Linked DNA regions of Manis pentadactyla: region 2 is linked to region 1. The links are chromatin contacts, called in public Hi-C maps. All regions are on one chromosome and are shown on one strand. The core of a region is the stretch at or near the end of the contact, and the rest is flanking DNA. Distances in the headings are between cores, read along the strand shown. Region 1 holds the start of LOC118913919 (malignant T-cell-amplified sequence 1-like). Region 2 holds the start of UCN3 (urocortin 3).

Region 1 (4,133 bases), core at 84-2,583:
AAGACCCCCATCTTCCTAAGAGTTCCTAAGTAGAGATGATCCTACTGGGTCACAGGTCCCATGCCCACTTATAAATTAATCAAATTTATAGTAAATAGACTACCATGATGGGCCTAGACTAATCAGCATTTTCCTGATTCATGTAGAAAAGGGATGGACAGTTCTGCCAGCAAGGAGGGAGGGGGCAGTGTATTGGGTGGAAAATCAATGCCTGCTGTATGCACACTTTCGACTGGATTTTCTGCTTCTAGTACACTTGTTCAAGCTTCAAATCTTCTTGTCCCATACACATGCACATTAATGGAGCTGTTCAGGGCCCCTTTCTGGTCATTTCCTTTCCCTCAACTCTTCACTCACCATTTTAGGTTTGTCTGTGAACTGTATGCTCTTGACTTTAAAATCTATTTTTCTACTAGATATTTTACTTGTATTTGAGCTGATATCTTAACAGACAAGACAGCAAGTCTACACTAATCACCCCTCTGGAAACACTCACCCCAAAACACACACACATATACACCTACTCACATGTACTCACTCAATGACACAGAGACAGACATATGGATTTGTTCTAAATCTTTACTTTGTCTCTTTTTTAAAGCCTCTGTTGAATTTATTCAGCAAAACAGAGGTATTATTTTCATGCTATCACAAAGGGACACAAAACAGAGCACAAAGTCCATAATTAGTCCAAGCGCATTCCTCCTCAGGCTCATTTATATGTCTTCATATGCCACAGCCCGTCGTTTAAATAATGGATATTTTCAATGCCAATTCCTTTGTTGACCTTCTCAATATCTTCTGCAGACATCTTCATGACTCCAACACAGAGAGCATGCTGTTTTCCTTCTGCCATGATTGCAACAATCGTATCGGCGGCAGCGGGGTAGAGCTGGGCTCCGGGAGAAGTTAAGCCCGGACACATGACATTTGCTCCACTGAGTACAAACTTGATGGCTCCTTTATCAACCTGCTGGTGCGGCAGAATGAAAGGGTATTTGTGAAGCAGCCTTAAAGTTGGATAAAACGGCCCCTCTCTTTGTCTAAAAAAGAGTAACTCTCCATTCACTGTGAGGATCTCTACATGTTCGTGGCATCGCACTATTTTGACCGGATCTTTCTTAGGCATTATTTGATTAAGCCATGGTTCAATACCTGGAAATTGCTCTATCAACTGGTTCTTAATACCCTTAATAACTGAGGTTTTCAACTGGATGCAGTTGGTCACATTTTCTTTCTCATCAAATTTCTTGAACATGATCCGAGGTGAAGGCGCGACGGCAGTTAAGGGCCCGGAGTGGGAAGAGGCAGAAGAGGCGCGGTCCGGCGGAGAAGCTTACCGAGGACGCCGGCTGGAGCGGTCGGAGCGGCTGTCGCTAACCGGAAGGGAGCGCGCTTTACGGCTCGACGTGAAATCTACTTCCGCTCCTTGCGGAAGAGCTGCGGCGCTTGGGCGGGCTCCACCGATCTTGGCGGAGCGCGTAGGTGAGAGGAGGGGCTCAGGAGGGGAGGTGACGGAGCAGGCCCTCCAGTTGCGGCAAGGGAAGAGGGAGGGGCTGCCTCTTTTTTTTTATTACGGGAAGTAGAACCGTGGTCGTGGTCCGCCCAATTACCCCCGCCGGAAACCGGGAACGCCGCTGTGCAGCTGTGCCTCTGCGCGCCGGGTGGTCACCGCCAGGAGTGACCCTTTCGCCTTCTTCCCCTGACGCATCCCGCAGCCTCTGACATCTCGTGGCTCAGGGTCGCACACTCGGAGACATTTGCTGGCTGTCACTCCTGAATGCAACCTTCTGAGTACCCTCCACCTGCTCCAGAGAGGAGTCCGGAGAAATCCAAACGTTTTAGGATTTCAATCCTTTTGAACATATCCAAACTCATCGTACCGCCCAGAATACGCCTTCTCTTGGTGAATGTTCCCAGCGCTCCAGAAAAGCATGTGCATTCTGCTTTGTTTGGACCCAGTGCCTATATGTGACAAAGATGTCCCGTTGGTGGGTAGACTTGCTCAGGTCTCCTCTGTCCTTACTGTTTTTTCTCTCGTTCTGTCAGTTACAGAGCGGCACACTGAAGTCTCCAACTATGATTATGAATCTGTTTCTCTTCTCAGTTCTTCAGCTCTGGGTTCATGTATTGTGACGTTTCGTTATTAAGTCCACACCCATTTGATTAATATGGAAATCACCCTGTTAATCAGTATTATATCCTTGTAGATTTTGCTTGTCATCATAGTGTGAGGCCCCTAAGGGTAGGAATTGTGTATTTTATCTCTGTCTTTTCACCCAGCACAGAATTTGTTTCATAATGCACCATTAAGTGACAGATGAATGGGTGAAAGAATGCTTCATCCTCTCCCAAATCTGGGCCTTCTGTTTTCCCTGAAAGTGCTGCGTGAAAAGAATAAGGGCAAATCTTTGCTGTGTGGACATGTCTCTCCAATGAACATATACATATATTATAAAGTAAGGAATTGGCTAACACGATTATAGAGGCTGAGAAGTCCCAACATAAATAGCCAATGATAACCTGGAAACCCAGGAGAGCCAGTGGTGTAATTCAGTTCAAATCTGAAGGCCTGAGGACCAGGAGAGCTGATGGTGTAAATTCCAGTCTGGGTCCAAGTCCAAAGGTAGGAGTAGACCAATGTCCCAGCTCACAGGCAGTTAGGCAGAAGGAATTCCTTCTTACTCAGGGGAGAACTTAGCCTTCTTGTTCTATTCAACTGAGGGGATGAGTTCTGTCCACATTGGGGAGGGCAATTTGCATTACTCTGCCAATTAAAATGTAAAGCTCATCCAAAACACCCTCACAGAAATACCCAAATCACATTTGACCAAATATCTGGGCACCCCATGGACCAGTCAAGTTGACAAATAAAATTAACCATCGCAAGAACATCCTATCCTAAATGAGGCAGTGTGGATGTGTGCTGATCCTAGAATCCCGAAGTGCATCCTGCTTCATCACTTACTGCATTGAAATCCTGAAAGTTACTGAATTTGCCTGTGCTTCAGTTTATTCATTTTGAAAGTGTTAACAAGAATACTCATCTCCTAGTGATGGGTGAGAGTTGCTTGAATTACTGCTTAGAACATTTGAGTTGTAAGTATTCCACATAGGTATTATTACTAAATTAACATCAAAACAGTTACATGATTATTTTAATATACTCTTCACAGAGGGTGCAGTACAACTGGCCAGATTTGAGCTTTCCTATTTATAGCTGAGTTTGTGATCTTCCTCTCTGGAACTGTGTTCCAACCACTTTGATCCTGTGAAGAGTCATATTATTTCCAGACACATCTCTGGTTATTATACAAGCAGCTAACCTTGTCTATTATAGTTTTTATGTGCCTAGTTCTATAGGATCATTCTTCTTCTTTATTTCTCAAGGGTTATTCTGTTGTTTTTGTGAAGTTAGAACTGTGTGAGCAGCATATACCAGATGATCAATGGAGGAAAAGCTATTACTAGCTAGAATGACCAGGGTGACCTGTCTGTAGATGTCTAGTAGCTTAATCAGAAATGATTTGACCTGAAACTGGTCATCAGAAGAATGCCCAAAGGATTTTTTAATGAAGCTGTTTCAGAAAAGGAACTCCAAGAAAGTTGGGTCTAGCACTGAAAAAATATTTTTGAAGTTAATATATCTGAAATCATACTTTTAATTCTGGACAATGTAACTCTTTCCCAAGATGCAGTTTTTCTTGGCCCATGAGCATCTGTTTGTCATCTACTATGAAAAGGACACTAAAGCACTAGTTTCTGCTTAAATTCCAGAGGTAAAAATTTAAAAACCTTTTTTTAGACTTTCTAATCATCTTTAAAATCATGGAGACTGATTCTTAAACTTTATAGAAGAAACTGTCTTTGAGGCTGACATATGAAAAATATATACAAATATTGCTTTAAATAAACTACCATATTAAAACACTAAAAACGCTACCATTTTATTCTGGTTAAATAAAATAAATTCAAAATTAACTATATGGGTTTTTAAAAGAAGAGGAAAGTGAAGACACAAACTGAGAAGTCAGACTGTTTTTTAAGCCTGAGGTGTACCACCTAAATTTTATCAGCCTCCCTGAGTATCACTTTATTTCCTTGTGAAATCTGAGTAATATAGTATATACTTC
Region 2 (4,532 bases), core at 324-2,823, 280 kb after region 1:
CTAATGCTGGCATAGAAGATACAATGGTTCACCAAGGCCAGAGCAGAGTGCCAGAGTAGCAGAATACCACATGCAGAGTGGGAAGGGAAATCATCATTTACTGGAAAGGCCACCCTAGGAGGTTTTGCTCACTAATCACTCTCTTTCTGTCCAAGACTCTTTCCAATCCTCCATCAGATGTAGCCAGATGCAGTCTTCAAATTATAAAGCAAATGGACTGCTTCTTGAGGCTTTACTCTCCAAGGAAGTTACTGTTAGGACCACACCTCACTCCTGGCCCAGCTCTGTGAGGGCCCCACGTGGAGCCCTGTCCACTCACACACTGACAGCTCATGGGAACTTTTGCCAGTCCCAGAGCCAACCCAGAATGGGCCAAGGGGCTGACGGCTCCCACCTCATCCATGTGAAGTCTCGGGGTCCTTCTCCACAAGCGCTTTCCATTTGTCCCGCAAAATACCCATGAGTATTAGAGAGCTTTGATCATTCCAGAAATCCACTCACCCTTTCATCTAGAGGGATTTCAGGAGATAAGAGTGCCCCTCTAGGACAGAAGCTGAGATCTTGCCTGAAGGCCAGGGGAAAACATGGGTTCAGACCAAGGTTCAGGGTGGATAGGAAAAGAGCCCTGGGCACACCTGAGGCCTGGAGTTTCATTCAACTGTCCCCAAGTGCCTCTGTGGTCCCCTGTGTGTCACTCCTCTCATAGCCCATGCCCTCTTCTGGAAAATCAGGGCATCACCTGCCTCAATTCCCCTCCACCTACACCATTACATTTGGAATGCAATCCAGATCCCCAGGCCCAGTTCTGGCTCTTTCCAGTGTGACCTGGCCTTCCAACCACCACTGCCCACCCTCCTTCCACTGGCGCCTCTCTTCTTCCTCTGTCTGAACCTCTGCTCTCCTCCCTGGCACATGCCACCTGTTCTGAGTCTCCAGGACAAGGGTACTCCTTCTGTAGGACGGCACTGGCCATGCTGAAATTAGGCTGTTTTTACATATATTTCCAACTTGCAAGTGCCCGGGAAGAGCAGGGGCCTCAACTTACTTCTTTGAATTCCTGAGTGCCCTGGCAATACCTGGTATGCACAGGTTCTCAAAATATATTCATCAGATGGACGAACAAAAGTGGGTAAAATTCAAGTGATTTCCATCAAAAAATTAGGTACTTTGTGCCTGCCCGTTTGTGTGGGTAGCTTGAGATAACACTGCAGGTCAGGACCCATGAGATTTATAGGACAAGAGATAGCTTCAGGCTACCTTCTCTACTTTCAAAGGGGTCCTGGCTCCAGCTTTCTAAAGGGAGGTGTAGAGTGATGGGATGTAGGAAAGCTGAGATTAGTAGGAACTTTGATCAGCAGTGAAATCTTCAGAGGCTGCTTCTCAGTTTAATACTGTTCTTTCTGTTCATCAGCGAAGCAAGTTGCTGGGCAGGAGGGAAGGCAGGAGGTAATGGGAGGGTGGGTGGGGACGCAGGTAGGAGGGGTCAAGGATGCACAGTGCCTGTCATCTCCATGATACAGGCAGCTCGTGTGGTTGTATTTTAAACGAAATTGCATCCCCGTGTAGACACAACGTCTGGAATTACAAGCCTCCCTGTGATCTGTCACTTTTATATATATGCTCGAGGGAGCGGAGTGGTTTCCATAGAGAGGAAGTCTCACAGCCCACTTAGGAACAATACAAGAAGGAGCCGTGACCCAGCGGACACAGAAGTTCTGGGGGATGTCCCTGGGGCCCACCTCCTGGTCCTGAACTGCAGCCGCCTCAGTGAGCATTTCCACTCCGGAGAGAAGGCCACACTCTCAGGTGAGTCTTGGCTGGGGACTTCTTCATGAAGGATACATTCACTTGTCTTAACTGAGGCAGGAGGGGTTGGGGGAGAGATGAGGGTGCCCGCTGAGGGGCACAGTGCTGAGCACCATGGCTGCATGTTAAAGAAGGAGAAACCGGCCCCCAAGACACCAGGGAGATGCTTCTTAGGTGGCCAAGAGACCCTCCCTGTGTTGGGAGATAACTGCTGTGCAAAAGGTAGAAGAGGGGAGGCAGAATGGGCTCAAACAAATGCACTTTTCTGAGCAAAGTTTGGCTGTGAACATGACAAGCCTGTTTGCAAACAGACTTGGGGTGAAGAGTTGAAACTAGGGGACATTATTCCCCATGCTGGCAGGATGCCTACACTGGCCACTTAGCTGCAGAGTCTACAGCCATAACATCTGCATTCCTTCCCTCCACATACCTGGGAGGCAGGTGGTATCTCCTTCCAGGGACATGGCAACTGGGAGGGTGGGGGGTTCTCCAACCCAGGTCCTCTGCCCCTAGAGCACAGAGTCCTTCCCCCTGGCTATGCTGGGGCACCAGAGGAAGGGGCCAGATACCTGTAATGAACAGGTACTCCCTGTGAAGGGAGGAACCATAACAAGAGATGTTTGACGTCCAAGCTTTCTGAGAAAATGTGTCTACAGTGTTCTCAAATGTAGCAACCTGGCGCATGCACACACACAGGGACATACATATACACCCAGAATGGCTGAGATAAGGAAATGAATATGAAGACTGCCGAGAATCAGTGTTATTTGAAACATATCAACTTTCTCTGGCTGTTCCTCCCTCCCTAGGGGATAACTCCGTCATGTATGAGCCCTCACTGTTCACTTTGAGGATGAATTGTTAGAATTCTGTACATCTGTGTGAGTGAGTGTGTGTGTTACACATAAATACCTCCAGAGTCTAGAAAACATCTCATTACAAGAATACCTGTTGAAATGCTTAAAGGTTCCCTAGGTCCTACAGCCAGGGTTTTATAAAATGTTTTTTAACTCAACTTCTTCCTAGTTTGCAGATGAACTGAGTAAAGTGGGGGAGGCCTCTGGCATCCTCTGGCTCATGGCCCACCCTCTGCCCGCCACCCTCTTCCCTCCTAGGTGCTCAGTTTCAGTCTGATCCCCACCAGCTTGCATCCTAGGGCGTGACTCTGCTGCAGCTCCAGGGAGGGAGTGCGAACCTTGGAAGCTCCTAGAGGCCCAAAAGCAAGTGAGCTTCAGGTTTCAGATGGAGCAGACTCAGTGGAGAGCTTCCCCCTGAAATCTAATAGATGGGGTCACCTCTTTGCGGCCAGCAACAGAAAAAGCCTTAACCTTTGTGTTAACCTTTGCCAGCGATGATGGCAAAAGAATCCAATGAGTGTAAGAGGAAAAAGTGCCTAGGAAGTAGACTTCAGAGCACAGCAGAGCATGTCCTGTGGAGATGTTCCTCCTTTAACACTGAACCCTAAACAAAGCTAAACAAAAGACAGAGAGAGGATCTGGGACTCAGGCCCTGATATACAGATGGAAACACGGGGACCCAGGGCAGTTAGTTGGGGAGCTAATGAGTGGGAGGCAAGACAGAGTCCAGTCTGTAAAAGGGACAGGGACAGAGGGACTGATAGAGAGATGGGCCTCTTCAAAGCCGTTCTGCCAGCATCGGCCCTTTTTTCTGTGAATCGGTTTTTATTTATTTTTTAATCCTTTCAGGCTAAACAAGCCCTTTGAAATTGCTCCCAAACTTTCAGAGCCTCCACAGGGTAAGACAGCTAGAGCCACAATTCACACTACGATCTGGATCCTCAGTAAAACAGCAAAGCTTAACATCTGGTGATTGAGCACAGCATTTAAAGATAGGATAAGGCCATTGTTCCATAGAGACAGCCAACACCCTGTACAATGTCCTCTGGGAATTTGGCACGCAGTTCTGAGGAGCTCAGAGATGGACTGAATTCTGAGAAAGGTGGTTTGTGTTGCCAGTTAGAGACCCAGATTCCCAGGTCTCATCCCAAACCCACTGATTCAGAAACTCTGGGGATGGGGCCCAGTAACCCATGTGTGAACAACCCCTTTACAGGATTCTGAAACTGAGAACTGCTAACTTGGACTGACATCAAGGCAAGAAGAACCTGCCTGGGTTAGGATGGAGAAAGCATTATATAGACAGAAATACAACACAACAAAGACACTGGCGCACAGGATCAAATTAGCTGCCATAGATACATATCTAGATGTAGATATAAATCATTTCAGAAATGGTTGTGTGTGAAGCAAATCTTACCCTAATAGAACCTGCAGATTATTTATGTGTAAACAGATATGAATCAGACTTCTTTAAGTGTGGTTCAACCAAGAGCTTTTCCATTTTAATTTAATTTTTCACTTTTTGAGATAGCTGTCATCCCCCTTTACCTCCATTTTTAAGCTCCAAATTTTTGGGATGCAAAATAAATGAAGAAATAAAGCAACCTGGTTTCTTAAGAAAAAAAGTTAAAGGAAGGCAGTGGCTGTAATGTGGAGTACCTAGGAAAACAACAGGCTTATATAGACAAGCAGCCAAGTCAATGTGCAGACGTGTGTCCAGGGTAAGGGAAAGAGCAAGGACTGATATGACTCTCCTCTAGAGAGAACTAGGGTCAGTTTTTTAAAGGGTCAATCCTAGTCCTATCTATTCACAGTATAAAGAAGGTTGGAAAGGGCTTGAGTTCAGTCCCATCCATTTTATGGGAA

What was found. A called contact is a pair of places that touch in the nucleus more often than the background predicts.
Region 2: a Hi-C map of blood shows a contact between it and region 1, with 3 times the contacts expected there. The contact joins the promoter of UCN3 here to the promoter of LOC118913919 in region 1. A contact is called at or near these places in 3 of 3 Hi-C or Micro-C datasets (blood, fibroblasts and skin fibroblasts).

What each region holds. Positions count from the first base shown.
Region 1 is chr3:92,759,536-92,763,668 of mManPen7.hap1, forward strand. LOC118913919 (malignant T-cell-amplified sequence 1-like) reads right to left here and starts at 1,334. Exons shown (of 1, transcript XM_036888276.2): 1 at 565-1,334. The coding sequence starts at 1,258. The coding sequence ends at 713.
Region 2 is chr3:93,038,943-93,043,474 of mManPen7.hap1, forward strand. UCN3 (urocortin 3) reads left to right here and starts at 1,574. Exons shown (of 2, transcript XM_036888279.1): 1 at 1,574-1,806.